2 separate regions of the Mus musculus genome follow, and region 1 is linked to region 2. A link is a contact called in public HiChIP or PLAC-seq data. All regions are on one chromosome and are shown on one strand. Each heading gives the region's core, a stretch centred on a gene start, on an enhancer-like site or on the middle of the called end of the contact. The rest is flanking DNA. Distances are from core to core; before and after follow the strand shown. Region 1 has its middle 19 kb from the start of Aebp2. Region 2 has its middle 87 kb from the start of Gm38917.

Region 1 (4,624 bases), core at 400-2,899, 410 kb after region 2:
TTTCTCAGTATTTCTCACTTTGCCTCCTTGCCCCCCAAAAGACATTTGTAAGACTGAACCCAGTGGTCTACATACCCGTTACCTGTGTGTGTGTGGGTGTTTGTGTGTGTGTGTGTGTGTGTGTGTGTGTGTGTGAGAGAGAGAGAGAGAGAGAGAGAATGGGAAAGACCATCTGAATGCTTTTCCCTCTTAATTGTTACAGATACAAGGAGGATTTTCCAGGTTTGGAGAGGTAGAAACACAGCAAGCCGAAAGCATAGGGAAGAAGAATTCTACAGTAGGCCGAAAGCATAAGGCTCTATGCTCTCAGGAATAGGTACAAGCTTAGAAAGCCCAGCAGGAATGGTGGTGCAAATTCCAGCTCTGAGGAGGGAAGCAAGTCAGAGCCACGAAGAAATTGTAAATGAATTGTGTTATGTGGAGGAGGAGCTCAGACCATGCCATCATCCCATCTGCTGGCGTTACCTAAATCTTTGTTTGCTTGTTTTGTTTTTTGAGACAGGGTTTCTCTGTGTAGCCCTGGCTATCCCTGGAACTCACTCTGTACACCAGGCTGTCCTTGAACTCAGAAGTCCGCCTGCCTCTAACTCCCATGCTCCACCACTGCCCGTACCTAAATCTTTTTAGATAGTAGAAATTGAACCAGAAGATGGTAGTTTATGTCTTTAATCCCAGCACTGGGGAGGCAGAGGCAGGAGGATCTCATGTGAGTTCGAGGCCAGCCTCATCTACAGAGATAGTTTCAGAACAGCCAGGGTCACACACACACACACACACACACACACACACACACACACACACACACAAAAACTGTCTCCTGTCTCAAGCTTAAGAAAGAGGAAAGAGGAGGAAGGAGGACGAAGGGAGAGGCAGAGGAGGAAGAAGGAGAAGGAAGAGCAAAATAAAAACAGGTTAATATCCAGCCACTTAGATTGTCTTCTAAGTCTCAAAATAAACGAATGTGTCTGGAAGTTGAGGGGCACCCCAACCTCTACAGTTCCAGGGTTAGGAAACCACAGGGCCAGCGGAAGTTTCTCAGAGTTCTCCACTGATTGAGTGGTAGGTCAGTGGAGAAGGAAAGGCATTTCAGAATGTCTTTCCCATTTTCACACGCACACACACACACACACACACACACACACACACACACACACACACACAGGTTATGAATATGTAGAACGCCCGGGTTCTGTCTTACAGAGATTCCGATGTCTTTTAGGTAAACTATTGAAAAAACTGTTTCCTGTTTCTCTTCCCTCCTTCCATCCCCTGCGTTCTAGGAATTGAACTCCCATCATCAGACTTGATGGCTGATGCCTTTACAGACTGAGCTATCTTGATGGCATTTGGGGGGTGGGGAAGAGTGGCACGTGAATGGAGAGGTCAAAGGGCAACCTGTCGGTTCCCAGGCTTCACCCACTGGGCCATTTAAGGGGCTCTTGTGTTTCTTTTTTAATGTTAATCTTTCATTCCCATTTTAGCCTGAGCAGACCCCCAGGAGCGGCTTAATAAAAGGGAGATTAGCTCCTGCGGGAAGAATGCTGGCATTGACAAAACCTTGGCTTTCTGTTGCTTGTTACTATGTCTCAGGTAGAGGAGAGGATAATGGGCTGGCTGCGTTTCTAAAGAGAGCCTGGCCAAAGCCACTTTCTCTAACAAACTCTGTAGCCCTCAGGGGCTCCACCCTGCCTGACATACTCCATGCACGAACCTGGCTCTCTCTGTTGCCTGCTGGATCTTGCCTGCAAGGATGACAAATTATCCATTTGTGAAGCTCAGCCTTGCAGACAGGCTGAACGGGAGAGCTTTCAGCTGGAGGGACTGCTCTGGGATGGTGCATGGTAGCCCACACCCACAGTCCCATGCTTCAGAAGGAGGAAAAGGAAAGCTAAGAGTTGGCCTAGCCCAGAGGAGAGACTATGTGGACCCACAAGCACACATACATACATACACACACACACACACACACACACACACACACACACACACTTGGGGGTGGGGAATAGCTTTCCAGAATCGGCTGGCAGGACTTTTGGGTTACACCTTGGCTCTAAAACTCCAAATACCCCTCACTTCCCAGCAGCCATCTAACACAGACAAAGACTTATTAACTGGACATGGGCTCCGTTGTAATCATAAAAAGAGAAAGAAATATAAGAATATGTTCTATGGGAGTCGGGGGGTATGGGGGAAAGGAGTGCCTCACTGGCCCATGACAAGGCATCCTTTCCCCTGAGGGACCAGCCACAAGATGATACAGTATAGAATAGTTTATTCAGGGCATGGGGAGGGGACATAAGAGGGTAGTAGAGGCAGAGAAAGGCAGAGAGAAGGAGAGAGTAGAGAAGTAGAGGCCGGCCATGACCAGGTGGAGAGAGGGGGAAGGGAATGATGAGAGGGGGAGCAAGGGGGGCAAGAGGCAAGAAAGCAAGAGTAAGAGAGAGAGAAGAGGCAAGCAACCCCTTTTATAGTAGACCAGGCCTACCTGGATGTTGCCAGGTAACTGAGGGAGTGGAGTCCAGACAGAATACCAAGGGACTCAGAGCCATGGAGAAAACAGATAACTTGCTTGTCCCAATGTGTATTTCATTTAAAACATGTATGTAAGCGTGTCTGTGCCACATGTGTGCAGGCACCTACAAGATCCAGAAGAGGACATCAGATCCACTAGAGACTGGTGTTCCAGGTATCATTCTGTGCTTGACATGGGTGCTAGGATCCAAAATCCAGCCCTCCAAGAGAGCACTGAGGGCTTTTAAAACCTCAGGGCCACCTCATCAGCTCCTCACTTACACGTTTAGATATAAAAAAAGATGGCTCACTCGTCTAATCCTAGAGCCCAGGAAACTAAATCAGAAGCTTCGTCCCAAGTTTCAGGCCAATCTGGGCTACAGTGTGAGCTCCTGTCTCAAGCAGATACAATTTACAAGCAAAAGCAGGCAATGGCAGGTCCCTCCGTCCCCAGCATTCAGGAGGGACACAGAGGGCTTTATTAGCCCGCAACCCAGAGCAGGCTCTTCCCTTGGCACTGAAGCACAGGAGTAGAACATTTAAAAGGCGGAAGCCACAATGGGATTGTTGTTAGCTGGGTGTTAGGGGAACCTAGTGACATTTGGCTATGCATTCAGTAGATCTTTCAGTTATGCATTCAAGCCATGGTCGGGCACAGCAAGTCCAGCATGTATCGCCAAGGCAGACCTGACTGTTCAGGGACTAGGGGCTAAAAAAACACCTGAATAGGGCTGGAGAGATGGCCCAGCGGTTAAGAGCACTGACTGCTCTTCCGAAGGTCCTGAAGGTCCTGAGTTCAAATCCCAGCAACCACATGGTGGCTCACAACCATCCTTAATGAGATCTGACGCTGCCCTCTTCTGGTGTGTCTGAAGACAGCTACAGTGTACTTACATATAATAATAAATAAATCTGCCAGGGCAAGCAGAGGTCCTGATTTCAATTCCTAGCAACCACATGATGACTCACAACCATTTGTACAGTACAGTGTATTCATATACATAAAATAAATAAATAAATCTTAAAAAACAATAACCACAACACCGGAACAGACATAAGATGCAGTCAGGATAAGAGCAGAACTAGGTGGGGTGGCTTCACTAACTTCAGGGGAATCTATAGCGTCTCTGATCTACACAGAGAGCCCCAGGCCCTCTAGGAACGCATAATAAAACCCTGTCTCAAACACAAAACTGAATAATAATAGAATAATAGTGAATTAAAACAAAAAACCTCATAGGTAAAATAACTGCATTTGCTCCTTTGTCTTTTTGTGACGGGTTACCCTGGACTCACTCTGTATGATCCTCTGGGCTATGACCCCCCTGGTTCTTGGATTACCCGTGTGCACCATCATGCCTGGCTAATTGCCTTATTGTGTCTAATGATCTAAGTCCAGGGTGGTGACACAGGAATGTGAAGTTAGTCATTTTGAGTAGAAACAGAAAGATCAGGAGTTCAAGGTCATGGTCTGCCTGAGTTTGAATCTGAGGTCAGGAGTTCAAGGTCATGGTCATGTGTGAACTCCGTGGACCTGTGTTTGTTGCACTTCTGTGCAAAGCTGCTGTCTGAGTCTGTTGCACTGTCCTGTGAATGACTTTATGGCTGGTCTCTAGGGTCTGCTCTAGGGTCTTATGTTTGTCCATAAGATTCAAACAGAGGCAAATCTTCTTCCATCCTTCCCTCCCCTGCTCTGCCTTGTCATTCCAAATGATGCTGAAAATCCTGGGGTACTTAAGAAGGCTGTGTGGACAGGGCCTGCGCAGCACTCCCCGAAAACTCTCTCCACTGACAGAACAGGAGACTCCCGCCACCTTCCTCCTTGGTGCCCTGCCCTACCTTACAGGTGAGCCTGACAAACTTTCCATGAACGGAGACTGCTGGTCTCCCCCTCAGAAGCCCAGTCTGAACGAAGGGACCTCAAGCTTGTCAGGGCTTCTGAGCCCCTGCTGCCTGTTAGGCCACAGATCTCTTCCCTAGCCAACCTTATCCATAATGCAGTGGCTTCCGCTCTGAGGAGAGCAGGATTGACTCCCCGCCACCCCCTTTCAAAGCAATCGTGAGGACGAAGCAATTACACTTAATGACACAGAGGAGAGAAAACCTTTCTGTT
Region 2 (4,479 bases), core at 786-3,285:
GTACTCCTTGGCAATAAATAGCACACTCACCAGGCGACACTGCCTATGTGTACCAGGGCCATTACTGGAAGATGCCACTGACTCTGATAGTCTTGTCCCTCAGTTAATCCTTACACTTGGCCATCACACTGGCTTCTGACTTGTGTCAGTCATATTCTCCATAGCTTCAGGCTCCATGAAACCATGGGTCATTTGGAGCAGCAATGTCTTGGAGTCTTCTGTTCCTACAAACCAGGGTCTCGGTTGAAACTCTACTCTGAATCTAGGCCTCTGCTCTGTGTTCTCCATCCCTGTCCTGTTCAAAGGATCTCTCCAGCTGAGACCCAATGTGGTCCCTCCATCCGTGGCAGCAGTGGGTTGTAGGTGGTGTGGTACCCTGGTATCTCATCTCATCACAGTAGAGATCAGATGCACCACACTGCTCTTGCTTAAGGATGTGCTTAAGTTAGAAAACAGAGACTGCTCCTAATACATTTGCTTAGTTAGAGGTCCACTCACACAGGCTCCCAAAGTACCTCTGGAAACTGGAAGAAACAAGCGGGTTGTCTCTTAGAATCCACGTTATGAAACAGAGCTACTCAATGCACAGGATGGTATACCCACAGGGGGAGAAAGTGAGAGGTTAGCTTTGATGGCCAGTTTACAAGTCTGAGTGGATGAAAGAGATGAATTCATAAAAAGATGCTGTGCTCCACTGTGTCCATCAGCGTGACTCACCTGCAGTGTGGACACCATTAGTTTACTGTTCGCCCTTCTGCTTTTCGTACAGTTAGTTCACAAGGGAACTTCTTTCTTACAAGGGAAGAAACCGCACTGTGTTGGCATTGCATCAGCCACAGCCCAGAGGCAATATCTTCTGTGTAGAAGATGTTCGATAAATGTTTTAACTGATCAGCCTCTGCCTTTTCAAGTAGCTGACTTACACCTAAGAGCCTGCTGCCAAGTTTACATCCTACCGTACGTTTCAGAAACATACGTGTGAAAGTAGAGCCAAAAATAAGACCTTTTTTAAACAGTAGAATCGGAGACACCATGGAATATTTTGTAAATAGTATGTGATGAAATGGGTCAAAGTTCACCAGCTCCTAGGGCTCTCTTCCAAATGACTTTAACCTCTTTTGCAAGACAGGAATTTGAACCCTTAGCTACTGTTCTTTTCAAATGATTTTTAACATAAAAATCTACTTTTGAAGTACAATCCCGTTCTTTGTGCATCCCAATGGCTTGAATGTTAGACTCAGAGGGGGCTCCGTGAGCTGTATAGAGGCTATTGTATACACCTGCACATTTCAAGTAGCTTTTCTACACAATACCTATGAACAGCTGCTCTCAGGAGCACTCGAGGTTTGGTATACTCTTTCCCCCTCAATCTTTGTGAGATTTTTTGTTTTCTTTTGGCATTGCATATACAACAGTACTTCCATGTTTTGTTTTGACCTTTTTAAAAAAAAAAAACTTGCATAGTTTGTGTGTGTGGTGCATGCATGCATGCATGCACACATGTGTACATGGGTGGCCTTGCCTATGCTTGCATGCATGCACACATGTGTACATGGGTGGCCTTGCCTATGCTTGCATGCATGCACACATGTGTACATGGGTGGCCTTGCCTATGCTTGCATGCATGCACACATGTGTACATGGGTGGCCTTGCCTATGCTTGCATGCATGCACACATGTGTACATGGGTGGCCTTGCCTATGCTTGCATGCATGCACACATGTGTACATGGGTGGCCTTGCCTATGCTTGCATGCATGCACACATGTGTACATGGGTGGCCTTGCCTATGCTTGCATGCATGCACACATGTGTACATGGGTGGCCTTGCCTATGCTTGCATGCATGGAGGCCAACCGCTCACTTAGAGTACCTTACTCCATAGCCTCCATCTAAAGGTAATTGTAAAGGTTTTCATCCGTTGAGAACTGTGCTTACATCATTTCTACATCCTCCAGCTCCTCCGTGGTCCTCCCCACCCCCGCAGACACACCTCAAGTTCATGACCTCAGACACACCCTAAGTTCATGACCTCTTCTTCAATTATTAATGGATGAGTCCTCTTTGTGTTGCCCACGCATGTCTGTTTAGAGCTGACTGCTTGGTATAGGATACCCTAGCAAGAGGCCTGTCCTTGGGAAAGATGTCCTTCCTCTCTGAGAAACCGCTGATTGCCTGGAGCACTTCCTAGTCTAAGGGTGGAAGTCGGATCCCCATCCATGCTGTTACTGTGCAGGTCTTGCTTTGAGGTTTAGTTGGTTGGTTGTTGGTTTTATTTTTGTCTGTTTCTTTGTTTGGGTTTTTTGGTTTGTTTTAGTTTTTGAGATTTTATGAGTGCAGCTTCCCAGTCACACACAGTAGGCACTATCTTACAGCAGAAATCCTGGTCCTCTGGCTCTTAGACTCTTTCTGCCCTCTCTTCAGTGATATTCTCTGAGCTATACATAGATACATGGGCTGTGTTGTAAATATATGACTGTGGATGGCCACTGTAACTGGACAGTATATCCCTGTATTTTGACTAGTTGTGGCTTTCTAGAATGATCCTAGTCTGTTATTAAATAAATAAATAAATAAATAAATAAATAAATAAATAAATAAATAAGTGCTTCATTGATGAGAGCGGAAAGCTACACCTAGATCTGTGGGTATAATGAGACTTATTTAGAGTGCAGTTAAAACTGATACTGGTTTACAGAAGTCATAGCCCTTATTTTATGCAACAGGGTTTCTCACTGAACCTGGAACTCACCATTTCCGAAGCACTGGGTAATCAGGAAGTCCTGGAATTCTGCCTGTCTCTTCTACCTCCCCAGCAGGCATCACACCCACATCTACCTGTATGCTGAGGTCCAAACTCAAGTCTTGATCCTTTCCCAGCAAGCACCCTATTCACTAAGTCATCTCTCCCGCCCAACACCTCCATATCTGACAAATGAGGAAAGACATTTAAGATTTGAGTTGAATTTATTTCTCAAAAACCAGAATCCAATAAAATATGCAAATCTCAAAGTCCAAGATGACGCCATCTTGCACAAGTGTCCTCTACATTGTTACTTAGATCTTTGGGAATAACAACCTGTGATTTCATGAGTCGAAGCAAAGCAGGCCTTTCATCTCAGCCCCTGGAAGGCAAAGACAGGCAGATCTCTGTGATTTTGAGGCCAGTCTGGTCTACATGGTGAATTCCAGCCAGCCAGCAAGATTCTACCTCCAAAAATAAAAACAACTAACAAGCCAAAAAGGAAAACAAACAACAACAATAGCAAAAAAATCTCTGATTCACCCTACACGATAGCTTAGCAGACAAGGGTGCTTGGTACCAAGCCTGATAGCCTGAGTTCAACACCCAGAACTCACTCTGTGGTGGAGGGAGAGCACCAACTCCCACAAGCTGTCCTCTGACCTCCACATACCTGGGACTGGGTTGGTTTGAGAGGGTTGGTTTGTTTGTTGTTTGTTTTTGTTTTTATCTTGTATTATATTTCTTACTATCAGTTTAAATAAGAGCAGAATAATCATTTTTTATCATTACGTTCCCACTTTGGAGTTCAAAGCAGTGTGAATCATATCTCACTTTGTTTTGCACACGGTTTCAAAAACAAGATTCCTTTGAGGAATCCATAAAACACAATAAAGCAGAGGACAGCAAGACAGGTGGGCTCTGCTAAACGAAATCAGCCCCTGAGACTTTGGCCTCTTTGAAGTTGGGAATCAGAACCAGCGTCCTACAGCCAGTGGGCTCCACTGAATGAGGTAATGTTCAAACACTTACTACCATGCAAGAGCTTTGGCACTGACAAATGGAAGGGCTGGCCACCTACTCCCTTGTGGCTTGTAGGTCACTCTAACTGATCAAGATGATTCAGCATGACCAAGTGCCATTTCTTCTCACAGTGATTAGAGTTATGGCACCCAACTCACTCACACACACACACACACACACACACTCTCTCTCTCTCTCTCTCTCTCTCTCTCTCTCTCTGTGTGTGTGTGTGTGTGTGTGTGTGTGTGTGTATGTAACTAAACTGACCAGCAGGGAGGTTTTGGCACCCTTGTGAACTAACGTTAGACCAAACTGAGGGCCATTAAGCTTCCAAAGCCATTGCACGAGATGTACATACTGTTGTAGTGAACATGATCTTTTAGTATTCAGGTACAGCACGTGGAACATGTCAGATAAGCCTCGGCCTGCACTCTCTGGGTGTCAGGGAAGACAGGAAATGCCATATGCAGAAATCTGCTACAGTTATTTGCAGCACCACAGACAAACAATTCATGAGCTGCTGCTGGCATTCTGCCTGTTGAAAGTAGGGCCTGGATACGGAAGATAAAACAGTGCTGAAAACTGGCTCTTCTCAGCCTCAGCTCTCACCCCCCAAAGTGACTTCCAATCCCCACCCCAGACCATGGGTGGATAGGAGAAAGGAATGTCCCTTTTACAGGGATTTTTGGTGACATTTTAGAGTCATTGTCGACA

The links. HiChIP or PLAC-seq counts read pairs in DNA pulled down with a chosen protein or histone mark.
Region 1: an H3K27ac HiChIP or PLAC-seq map of embryonic stem cells shows a contact between it and region 2, with 12 read pairs. The contact joins two enhancer-like sites. A contact is called at or near these places in 1 of 484 Hi-C or Micro-C datasets (embryonic stem cells) and 3 of 115 datasets of contacts at active chromatin or transcription factors (all in embryonic stem cells).

The regions. Positions count from the first base shown.
Region 1 is chr6:140,602,017-140,606,640 of GRCm38.p6, forward strand. No RefSeq gene overlaps it. Among named protein-coding and RNA genes, the nearest start is that of Aebp2, 19 kb to the right of the region's middle. Within about 2 kb of position 1,650, at least 21 of the 459 cell types and tissues checked have an H3K27ac peak or open chromatin away from gene starts, as enhancers often do. A contact at or near this core is called in embryonic stem cells, where this site is marked.
Region 2 is chr6:140,196,241-140,200,719 of GRCm38.p6, forward strand. No RefSeq gene overlaps it. Among named protein-coding and RNA genes, the nearest start is that of Gm38917, 87 kb to the right of the region's middle. Within about 2 kb of position 2,036, at least 6 of the 459 cell types and tissues checked have an H3K27ac peak or open chromatin away from gene starts, as enhancers often do. A contact at or near this core is called in embryonic stem cells, where this site is marked.